Linked DNA regions of Cricetulus griseus: region 1 is linked to region 2. Evidence: chromatin contacts called from public Hi-C data. All regions are on one chromosome and are shown on one strand. The core of a region is the stretch at or near the end of the contact, and the rest is flanking DNA. Distances in the headings are between cores, read along the strand shown.

Region 1 (4,945 bases), core at 1,723-4,222, 41 kb after region 2:
TTGGGTGTCTTCATCACAGATTCATATGTATTCATCAGAGACAGATAACACCACAATTGTCTTCACTGTGTGAATATTTCTCATTCACTATAATTAAAACTTTGAATTCCCTTTAAGAAATTTAATGGTAGAATTTTCTTGTATTTCATTTTTTTTCCTATGGTTAATTTTTAAATTTTTTGTTTTACAATCTCAACCAAAGTTTCACCTCCCTTTTCTCTTTCTGGTTCCCACCCCACTCCCAACCTGACCCCATACATTTCTTCTCCATTGCTTCTCTTCAGATACAGATGGGACCTCCCTTGGATATCAGCCAACCACGGTGTATCAAGGTGCAGTGAAATGAGGCCCCTCCTCTTCTATTAAGGCAGGACAAGGCAACCTGGTAGGAGGAGTGGGTCTCATATGATTCATAACAGCTCCATTATTTCTCTGTTTAGTTTTTGTCTAGATGACATGTCCATTTGTGAGGGTGGGGTGTTGATGTCTCCCACTATTAATGTGTTGGGTTTGATGTGTGAATTAAGCTTTAGTAATATTTCATTTACAAATGTATGTGCCCTTGTATTTGGGGCATAGATACTCAGAATTGAGATGTTATCCTGGTGGATTTTCCCATTAATGAGTATGAAATGTTCTTCTCCATCTCTTTCAATTAATTTTGGTGTGAAATGTATTTTGTCAGATGTTAAGATAGCTACACCAGTGTGCTTGTTAGGTCTATTTACTTTGAAAAGCTTTTTTGAACCCTTTACTCTGAGGTATGTCTGTCTTTGATAGTGAGCTGTTTCCCATATACAGTAGTATGGTGGATTCTGTTTTCATATCCAATCTGTTAGGTCTGTGTCTTTTTATTGGCAGACTGAGTCCATTGATTTGACAGACATTAATGATCCCTAATTGTTAAGTTCTGTTATTATGTTGGCAGTGGTGGTGATTTTTTTTTGTGTGTGTGTGTTTTCTTTCTTTTGGCTTTGAGGTGTTATATTATCTATTGCTTGGGTTTTGTAGGTATAGTTAACTTCCTGGGATTGTAGTTTTCCTTCTAGTACTTTCTGTAGGGCTGGATTTCTAGACAGATATTGTTTAAACTTCACTTGTCATGAAATGTCTTATTTTCTCCAGCTATGGTGATTGAAAGTTTTGTTGGTTGTAATAGTCTGGGCTGGCATCAGTGGTCTCTTAGAATCTGCAAGACATCTGTCCAGGACCTTCTGGCTTTTAGAGTATCCGTTGAGAAGTCAGGTATAATTCTTATAGGTTTGCCTTTATATATTACTTGTCCTTTTCCCCTTGAAAAACTCAATAGTCTGTCTTTATTCTGTGTGTTTAGTGTTTTGATTATTATGTGACTTGGATCTTTATTTTCTGATCTGATCCAGTTGGTGTTCTGTAGGCTTCTTGTATCTTTATGGGTATGTATGGGTGTGGGTATCTTCTATGATTTTGTTAAATATATTTTCTGGGTTTTTGAAATAGGACTCTTCTCTTTCTATTATTCTTCATTTTTGTCTTTTCATGATGCTCCAGATTTCCTGGATAATTTTTGTTAGCATTTCTTTTAGATTTTCCTAGTAAGTTTTCTCATTGCTTCTGTTTCTTGATGTTTATGTTAATAATTTAAGCAAGTCATTTTATTCCTTTGTTGTTTTAGTATACTAATAGATCACTTTGGCAAATTTGTTTTTCTGTTAGCAGTTATTATTTACCTATAATGTTTTTAAATTTATATTTTAACACACACGTCTCTGTTCTATCTATCTATCTATCCATCCATCTATCATATAAGCATAGCATAAATATCTCAAAGATAGGCAGTTTAAGTAGCTAAACACTGACTCTTTGCTCATCTTTGAGATGTCTTCTCTCTGCTGACAGGTCAGCTTATGCAGTGACTACAGATAACTCTCCATAGAGAAGTTTCTAGTGCTATAGAACCATTAGGGAACCTCAAACTTTCCAAATGGACAAACACTTTATGGTGAAGATAGGTTTTAAGTTTGAAATTTATGCTTTGAATTTAGCTCAGTGAAGCAAATCCTTGGTTTCCTGCCTGTTTAGATTAACATTCTGCTTTCCACTGCTTTCATTGTTGTTCTTACGTGTATTGTTCCAGATGACAGAACATGAAATCTGTTCAATGAACCCCCAGGACTGTTTGCCACTTCCTTAGCTGTTTGCTAGTGTACTGGAATGGGCTTTTACACATTCTGACTGACTTTACTGATGGAGTGCTCTGCTCAGGTTCTTTGCTGAGGTTTTATTAGTCATTAAGTTTGTGGAACCCACAAGTCAGTGTTCTAGCTGAGCTCGAGATGTGTCTGTGGCTTTCTGCATCTTTGCTGTGTGTGTCTAGTGCATTGCTAATATTTCAGCAATTGTAAAATATGAATAAGCCTGAAAATTCTAGTCATGTTTATGACATGGGTTTTTTATTATTTCATATATTCTCTACTGAAGACTAATTTTTAATTTTCACCAAAATCCTGAAAAAGTAAGTGAAATTATCTTTGCTTTACAGGTGAAAAACATGGTATGTAAATTATTGAAATAGTTTGCCTTTTGAGGTAGTGAGATAATTAAGACATCTGATTGACAAGGCTCACTGACCTGGTGTGTAGTAACCTTCAATAAATGGAGGTTTTATTACTGTTATTATTTGTACTTATGATAGAGCCTCAACCGAGCTTCAATATAGCTGTAGGCTGTTCATCTGAGTCCAATGTCTTGTGAGATTTTAGGTACCTTTAGAGAATCAAATGGTGTGAACAGTAGTTTTATTTCTTCTCTTTCTGTAGCAGAGTTCTTAATTATTGCCATGAAGCCAGATGTTAGTGACCTTCTGGAATATAATCCCTTTCCTATTGCTGGCTTCCACTTACAAAGCCAACCTTTGGCTATTAGGGCTGCTGCTGTGCTTAGTCTATTAGGCTGATTACTGAATAGACTGTGGCCATTGTGTGACTCAGCACAGCTTTCCTGTCCTGGCTGCTGACTCAGTGGATCAGCAGGCTGGTTGTGTGGCTTTGGTCTGTGGTGGAGAAGCTTATCTGGAAAGCCGGAGAAAACCAAACAAGATGCCAATGGAAATGGGTTGCAGGCTCTAACATCAGTGTGGTGTCTGGTGTCAGGTTTAAGGGCTGCATGGCCAGAGAGCTATTGTATTGTAGGGCTGTTTAGCAATAGGGTGGTGTCACATTCCAGATAAAACACAAGTTTACATTTTGTGCTGAGACCGTTTTTATCAGAGGGTGCTGTGTTTTGCAAGTACTCACATGAGAACAAGATGCCTAGTGAACACAATGAAACTGATGAATTCCGCAGGGACCCACAGAGAGATGCCATTCTGTGTCAATAAAGCACTCTTTGTTCCAGAGACATTCCTCTCATTTTGGACAGGAATGTTTCAACCCAAAAACAGACAAAGCAGGTCTTGCTCTGCTGGTTCTTGCTAATTGGGGACTATTGCTTAGTGCGTGTGATAACTGTTTCTTGTAGGGAAAAAGAGAGGTGTGTTTGTTTTTCTGATTTACTTAACAGAAACTTTGGTGACAGCACTGGGGCAGCAGGGTGACTCACGATGGACTTTCAGCTTCAGAACCTCATGTTTCCCGGGTGCTATCCAGAATCTCGGGCCTTAGTCACATGATTATGTGTAAATTTGCAGTTAGGATGTTGTGGTCTCTTTGTGCCTCTGCTACCCTGCCTGTCAGACTTCCCAGGTTACAAAGTAATGTTATACTTGCCCTGGACAATCTTGGAATCTGGCTAATGGAATGTTCAGTCCTGGATAAATTTATTATGGCCTTAGTTCTTAATTGTAGTGTGAGTCACCTGGAAAATCAATTTCGGAAGTGAGGGATTATGTAATACCAGCAATTGTATGAGATTAGTGAATACTTCACCACTTGTAGTTGTTAGTGCACTAATAAAGTCTTGTTTTACAGTCCCCTAGAAGCCTCCTCCTGCTCCTGTTGTTTCTGAGTGAGGCTGTGCACCAAGAGTGATGATGAAGACTCAGGGCAGAAACAGGGGTCACTCAGTCTGAGAGGAGCTGGTGCCAGCATCACGTGGGCAGGGATGAAACTGTAGTCCTGCTAACAGAGGATGACCAGAACCACGGAATTACGAAAAGCATCTCCAGCTTAATAATTGTTTGAAAATAGAAATATTTCTCCTGATTTTTATAATAAATTATTTAAATTTGTTGTGTTTTGCATTTGATGCCCCCTCCTTCCTTTGCCTCTGTCATCCTTTAGGCTGCAGATTGAATCTAGGCTCATCTACTTGGGAGGAAAGAAAGAAAGACCTCCATTACCCAGCCCCACTCCCAGCTCTAAGAATTATTTTGTAACTCTCTTTTATACCCATTGTACAGATTTCAAAGTTAATTGCATCAGCTTCAGGGAGTCTGAGAAACTGTAAGGGATATGCTTTTCTGATTGCCAAGCACATTGTGCAAGCAAATGTCATGTATAGTTTAGTAAATCAAGAAACCAGTGGTTCTATTAACGTCCCTTTCTTACTGATCATGTCTTTAGTGAACTCCTTGCTCAGGGCCTGAGGTGTCCTGTGATTGAAGGTCTTGGTTGATTTATTCATGGTGAAAGCAGGTAGATAGAGTGGATACTAAAATATTTAATATCTTGCCTTTTGGAGTTTATTTCTGTCCTTTTTTCAGTTGTTTTTTAAACAAAATCAGAGACATCTATGCTGTATATCACATATCATAAATCAGCTCACAGTCACCTTCTGTCTTACTCAAAGCCAGAGGAGTTGTTCTTAAAGAGGTATTGTTTATAGATTGTGTTTAAAACTATATTCAAAAGGTAGTTGCCATTCCTTCTACATTGACTGATGCAATACATGATATTTGCAAGCCAGATATATGTCATTCTGTTAGACAGTCTACATTTGGTAGACCACAAAACACAAGCAGACAAAA
Region 2 (4,555 bases), core at 1,800-4,299:
CAAAGTGTGATTACCAGGAATGTCTTGCTTCAGCCCCTAGAGTGCTGAAAATACAAGGGTGTGACATCATCTCCTGCGTCAGTAAGAATTGGTCAACTCTCTTCTTATTCAAGTAAGAGAAACTGAAAACTGGCCTGAGCAGGAGCATTCATTTTAAAATTAGTAGAAGGCAGCTAATATTTTTATGAGTGGCTGTGTGCAGCATGATGAATAGAAAGAATTTTTAACTGAAATTTTGAAGTAACTCAATGGGCAGAGTTAGATACTGTTTAGTGATTATACCCTGCCAAGCTTCCACAACCTTTTTCCTTGTCATTTTTCTTCTTATAAATCTGATTTAAAATTTTGTTCTGCATCATTTTAGTGCTGTTAAAAACTTGGCTCTAACATCCTTGAGATTTTTATGCCTACAAGTCATTTCATAAAGAAGTTCATATTGTAATTTCAAGTATTAAAATGACTAAGCAATAAGTAACTTAGAGAAAATAGAAAAGCAAGCAACCCTGAGCACTGTGTACAATGGTTAGAAAGAGACAGTTGTGGTGATTCTTGCATTTTTCATCCATCTGTGGTGAGTATACACTTTAGTCACAATTTGTTTTTTGTTTAGTACTCTACAGCCATAGGTAGGAAACACAGATAGAGAGAGAACTACCTCAGGTCTCTGAGAAATAGTTTTCAGTCAGGGAGTGAGGAGGAGGCTAGAAAGAGGTCTCTTACTGTGACAGGGAATATGGGGTGTATCTTCAGGAACCAGGAGTTGGTTCTCTGAAGGCAGGGGAGTCTCAACATGAAGTAGAGTGAGGGAGAGACTAAAAGAGGCAAATGAATGGGGTAAAGGACATGCATTGACACTTTCCACTAGTTCATAGAACGGGGTTTATGATGCTCGACCTCAGTAGCTAGAGTCTTTCTTTGGCCCTATACTTAAGAAGAACTGTTTATTGAAAGTGATCTAATATTTCTCAAGCTATGTATTCTTGGGAGTCTCTGCTAGAATCTTTTACTATCATTGCATCATTGTATTGAAATACTCCACATATTTGCAAGTATATATTAGATTAAGTTGATAGCTTCCCTATTCTTAAGCGATAGTTTCTCTCTCTCTCTCTCTCTCTCTCTCTCTCTCTCTCTCTCTCTCTCTCTTTTGGTTTTTCGAGACAGGGTTTCTCTGTGTAGCTTTGGAGCCTATCCTGTCACTCACTCGCTCTGGAGACCAGGCTGGCCTCAAACTCACAGAGATCCACCTGCCTCTGCCTCCCGAGTGCTGGGATTAAAGGCAAGCACCATCAATGCCCAGAGATAGTTTCTAATCATACTGATAAAATCATTCAAATGACATTGCAAATTATTCAGTAATTCTTCATGAATTACTTAAGGTTATTTACAGAAAAAAAAAGTGTTGTCTTCAGATAAATATTTTCACTGTAATTTACCTTTCTTTCTTTCTTTCTTTCTTTCTTTCTTTCTTTCTTTCTTTCTTTCTTTCTTTCTTTCTAGTCGGGGTTCCATGTATCCCACCCTTCCCTTTAGCTATGTATCTGAAGATGATCATGAACTTCTGATTTTCCTTACTCTATCTCCTGAGGCATGAGTGAGTCACCATGCCTGTTTTTATGTGATGCATGCAAAACAAGCAGTCTGTCAAATGAGTTACATAGCTGGCCTCCTGTTACAATAATTTTAATATATGCTTACTTGTTTTGATAAAAGAGGAAACAAAAAACTAAGAGCCAAATTCAGGAGTTCTAAACAAGGCATCAGGATAAACAGCTACTGTCCCTGGACTTCCCTTACCTGTGTTCAAAACAAGGGAGTTTGACTAGAGTACAGTGACCTTTAAACTGTTTCCATTTGACATATTGGGAGGCTGCTTGGTTCCTAACAGAACAAGCGTCAGAGGGAATATCCACTCAGCTACAAGGTCTTTGGAAAGGAATGTCCACTACGTTTCTCTTCAAATTAAAGCAAAAATATGATGGGATGTTTAAGAACCCAATTTTTGCTGTCTTCCTTCTTCTAAGTCCGTTTTTAATTCCTGTACACATGACTGGAAGTCCTTTCCTTGTTATAATTGAGAAAAAAGTGTCCTGGGCAACAAAAAGAGTAAGCATAGGGACTGGAGTGCATTCAGGTCTGTCTGCCTACCTCTTAGCCCTGGCTTGGATGAAACATATTCTAAACCACGCCGATATATATGCATGCTAACCTTGTAAAATGCCTTACTAAGTCAGCTAAATTCTAAGGGTTATCTCTAGAAACTTTTGTAGCAGTCTTCTCGTTGTCCAAGACTTACTCCTATGAAAACACGTTTCTATTCTTTTTCCACTCAGGCTCATTGCTGTGTTATCCTTCCAATTCCACACAGAAGTTCTGAATTCTGAGCTAAGCATAGGGAGGCTGCAAATAAACAGAATGTGGCAGTTAAGGCAGTTTGTTCCTTCTTTGTTGTGGGTAGGGTGAGAGGGATAATCTGCAAAGATTCAGGCTGTGTTTAAAGAGAAAAAAATATATTTAAAAACGTCTGGTCAGCGCAGCAGCGACAGTGTTTCATAATTGAGGCTAGGACAGGGCACGACTCACTCATATTTATGCCCCTCTTGTAGCACTTTCCCCCTTGTTAGACCGCAGAGGTGTTTTAAATTCTTGAGAAACAGCATCTTTGGAAGGAGGTGCAAAAGGAAACTCGGCGCTGTGGGAGTGGGGCGGGGCCCGCGTTTTCGCTCCCTCCGGAATAAGAACCGGGTAAGGGACAGTCCCTCCTGGGGACCCGTTTCTTTCTCTCCGCACCTCCTAGCCCCTCCAGGTGGGCCTTTAAAAGCAGGACAGTTCCGTGCTACTGCAGAAAGCCCCAACAGCGTCTCCAGGAGACTGGTCGAAGTGCGCATAAGGAGTTTTCTTCTGGCCGAGAGGGGGAGCCCCGCCATCCCAGCCCCAGAGACTGGAAGTCCCGACCCAGCCCGGGCCGCCACCAGCGCCAGTTCAGGCTTCAGCAGATTAGGAGAAGGAGGAGGAGGAGGAGGAGGAGGGAGGGGACGGGAGTCCTAGAGTCCCGGGCCCAGCGTAGTGAAGACGTCCACAAAGTTTCCTTGTCCGCCACGGACGCGCAGGAGCGGGCCAAGGTCCCCGGAGATCCCGTGTCTGCCCCAGCCGAGCGGCCGCATCCCTCTGCGGAGCCACGGTAGGAAGCCGACGCGTCCGTCCGGGTCGGGCCAGCTCCGGCCAGGTGGCGTGGGACCGGACCGGGAGCAGACCCCGGGAAGCGGGCGCGGTCAGCCGGGCGGGTGAGGAGGGCGCGGGGCTGCGGCTGCCCGCAGGTTACACAGATCGGGACCCCGAAGGCTCGGGGAGTCGGCGGGAGGGGAAGGAGGCTGGGACCTGTTGCTGCTGGCCGGGGCAGTGCGGGAGGGAGGTGGGGGCGCCGAGGGTCCCCCGCGCAGCGCCTTCCCGCCGCAGCCCCCTCTGGCCCGTGGGGGAACTTCGCCTGGGTGCGGCGCGGGCGTTCAGGGGCCGGGAAGCAGCGGTGCGGACGCTGGACCATCCCGCTGCGGGTGCGTTGAGCAGGCACTGCCCAGCAAGCCGAAGCATCGACGGGTCAGCGAGGCGACCCGAGAGTCAACTTCGTTCAGCCTGGTCTCGCTTTTGTTGGGTCGCTGGGAAAATGTGGGCAGGGGGCGGGGAGACAAGGAGCTCGTGACCGGGCCGCTTATACTTTAAAGCTCCACGCGGGCAAGGCCCCCAGTCTGGGGCGGTGTCCACGCGCGTGCCCTTTGCCTGGGCGGGTCAGATCGCGGCTTCTTTGGCCTTAGGTTTGTGGGACCCGGCTTGCCAAGCTTGCTTGCTCCAGTCCACCTCTCGGTGGTGGCCTTGCTCTCGACCTCGCTCAGAAGACAGCCCAGCTGCTTCTCTGTCGTGGGGCTGCTGGGCTGACTTCCCTGTGTGTGGAGGGAACTCTGGGCAGTCTAGTTTTCTTGGAATGTGTTTACAATGTTGAATGAGACTTGAACAGGAAGCTGGACGCTGCAGCTAGAAATAGCGTGCCAAGGTAGAGTGAGGAAGATATAGCTGTGTTGGGGAAACTCCCAAGTGTTGGCTGACAAGGTACCCCCTCCCCCTTTAGTTTTTCTCAACCGAGTTTTTTTTTCCTTTGCAATTAGGCATTAACCTACATTATTTCAATCTGTAAGTTTGACAACATACTATCATTTAGGAAGATGTAATAAATTTATTTTGTGCCTTCTTTTAAAGATGCTGCACCAACATTTAAGAATGAAAACTTTCTTAGGCTATTCGAGTTGTAGCTACCTTATTAATTATAGGTTTGCAGAGGCCAGGATACTGATGGTTTCATGTAGTCCATATGGGTGGGTGATCAGGTCGTAAAAGAGCAGATTGGAAGACAGAGTGAATGATGAGAGGTGGGAAGCCTTGAAAGGAATTGGAACATTTTCAGATTTGCAAATGGCCTGCTTGCTCTGCCAGCCTTTCCCTCGTCCCCCTCATAAACAAATAGCCTTGCTAGAAAACCCACCGACTGGGAGAGTTCAGACGCTGG

Evidence for each region. A called contact is a pair of places that touch in the nucleus more often than the background predicts.
Region 1: a contact with region 2 is called in a Hi-C map of the CHO-K1 cell line, with 4 times the contacts expected there. The contact joins the enhancer-like site here to the promoter of Gulp1 in region 2. A contact is called at or near these places in 2 of 8 Hi-C or Micro-C datasets (both in the CHO-K1 cell line).

What each region holds. Positions count from the first base shown.
Region 1 is chr2:401,344,174-401,349,118 of CriGri-PICRH-1.0, forward strand. The region is part of intron 1 of Gulp1 (PTB domain-containing engulfment adapter protein 1); the gene reads left to right. Among named protein-coding and RNA genes, the nearest start is that of Gulp1, 41 kb to the left of the region's middle. Within about 2 kb of position 2,973, at least 3 of the 6 cell types and tissues checked have open chromatin away from gene starts, as enhancers often do. A contact at or near this core is called in the CHO-K1 cell line, where this site is marked.
Region 2 is chr2:401,302,862-401,307,416 of CriGri-PICRH-1.0, forward strand. Gulp1 (PTB domain-containing engulfment adapter protein 1) reads left to right here and starts at 3,050. Exons shown (of 12, transcript XM_027396815.2): 1 at 3,050-3,181.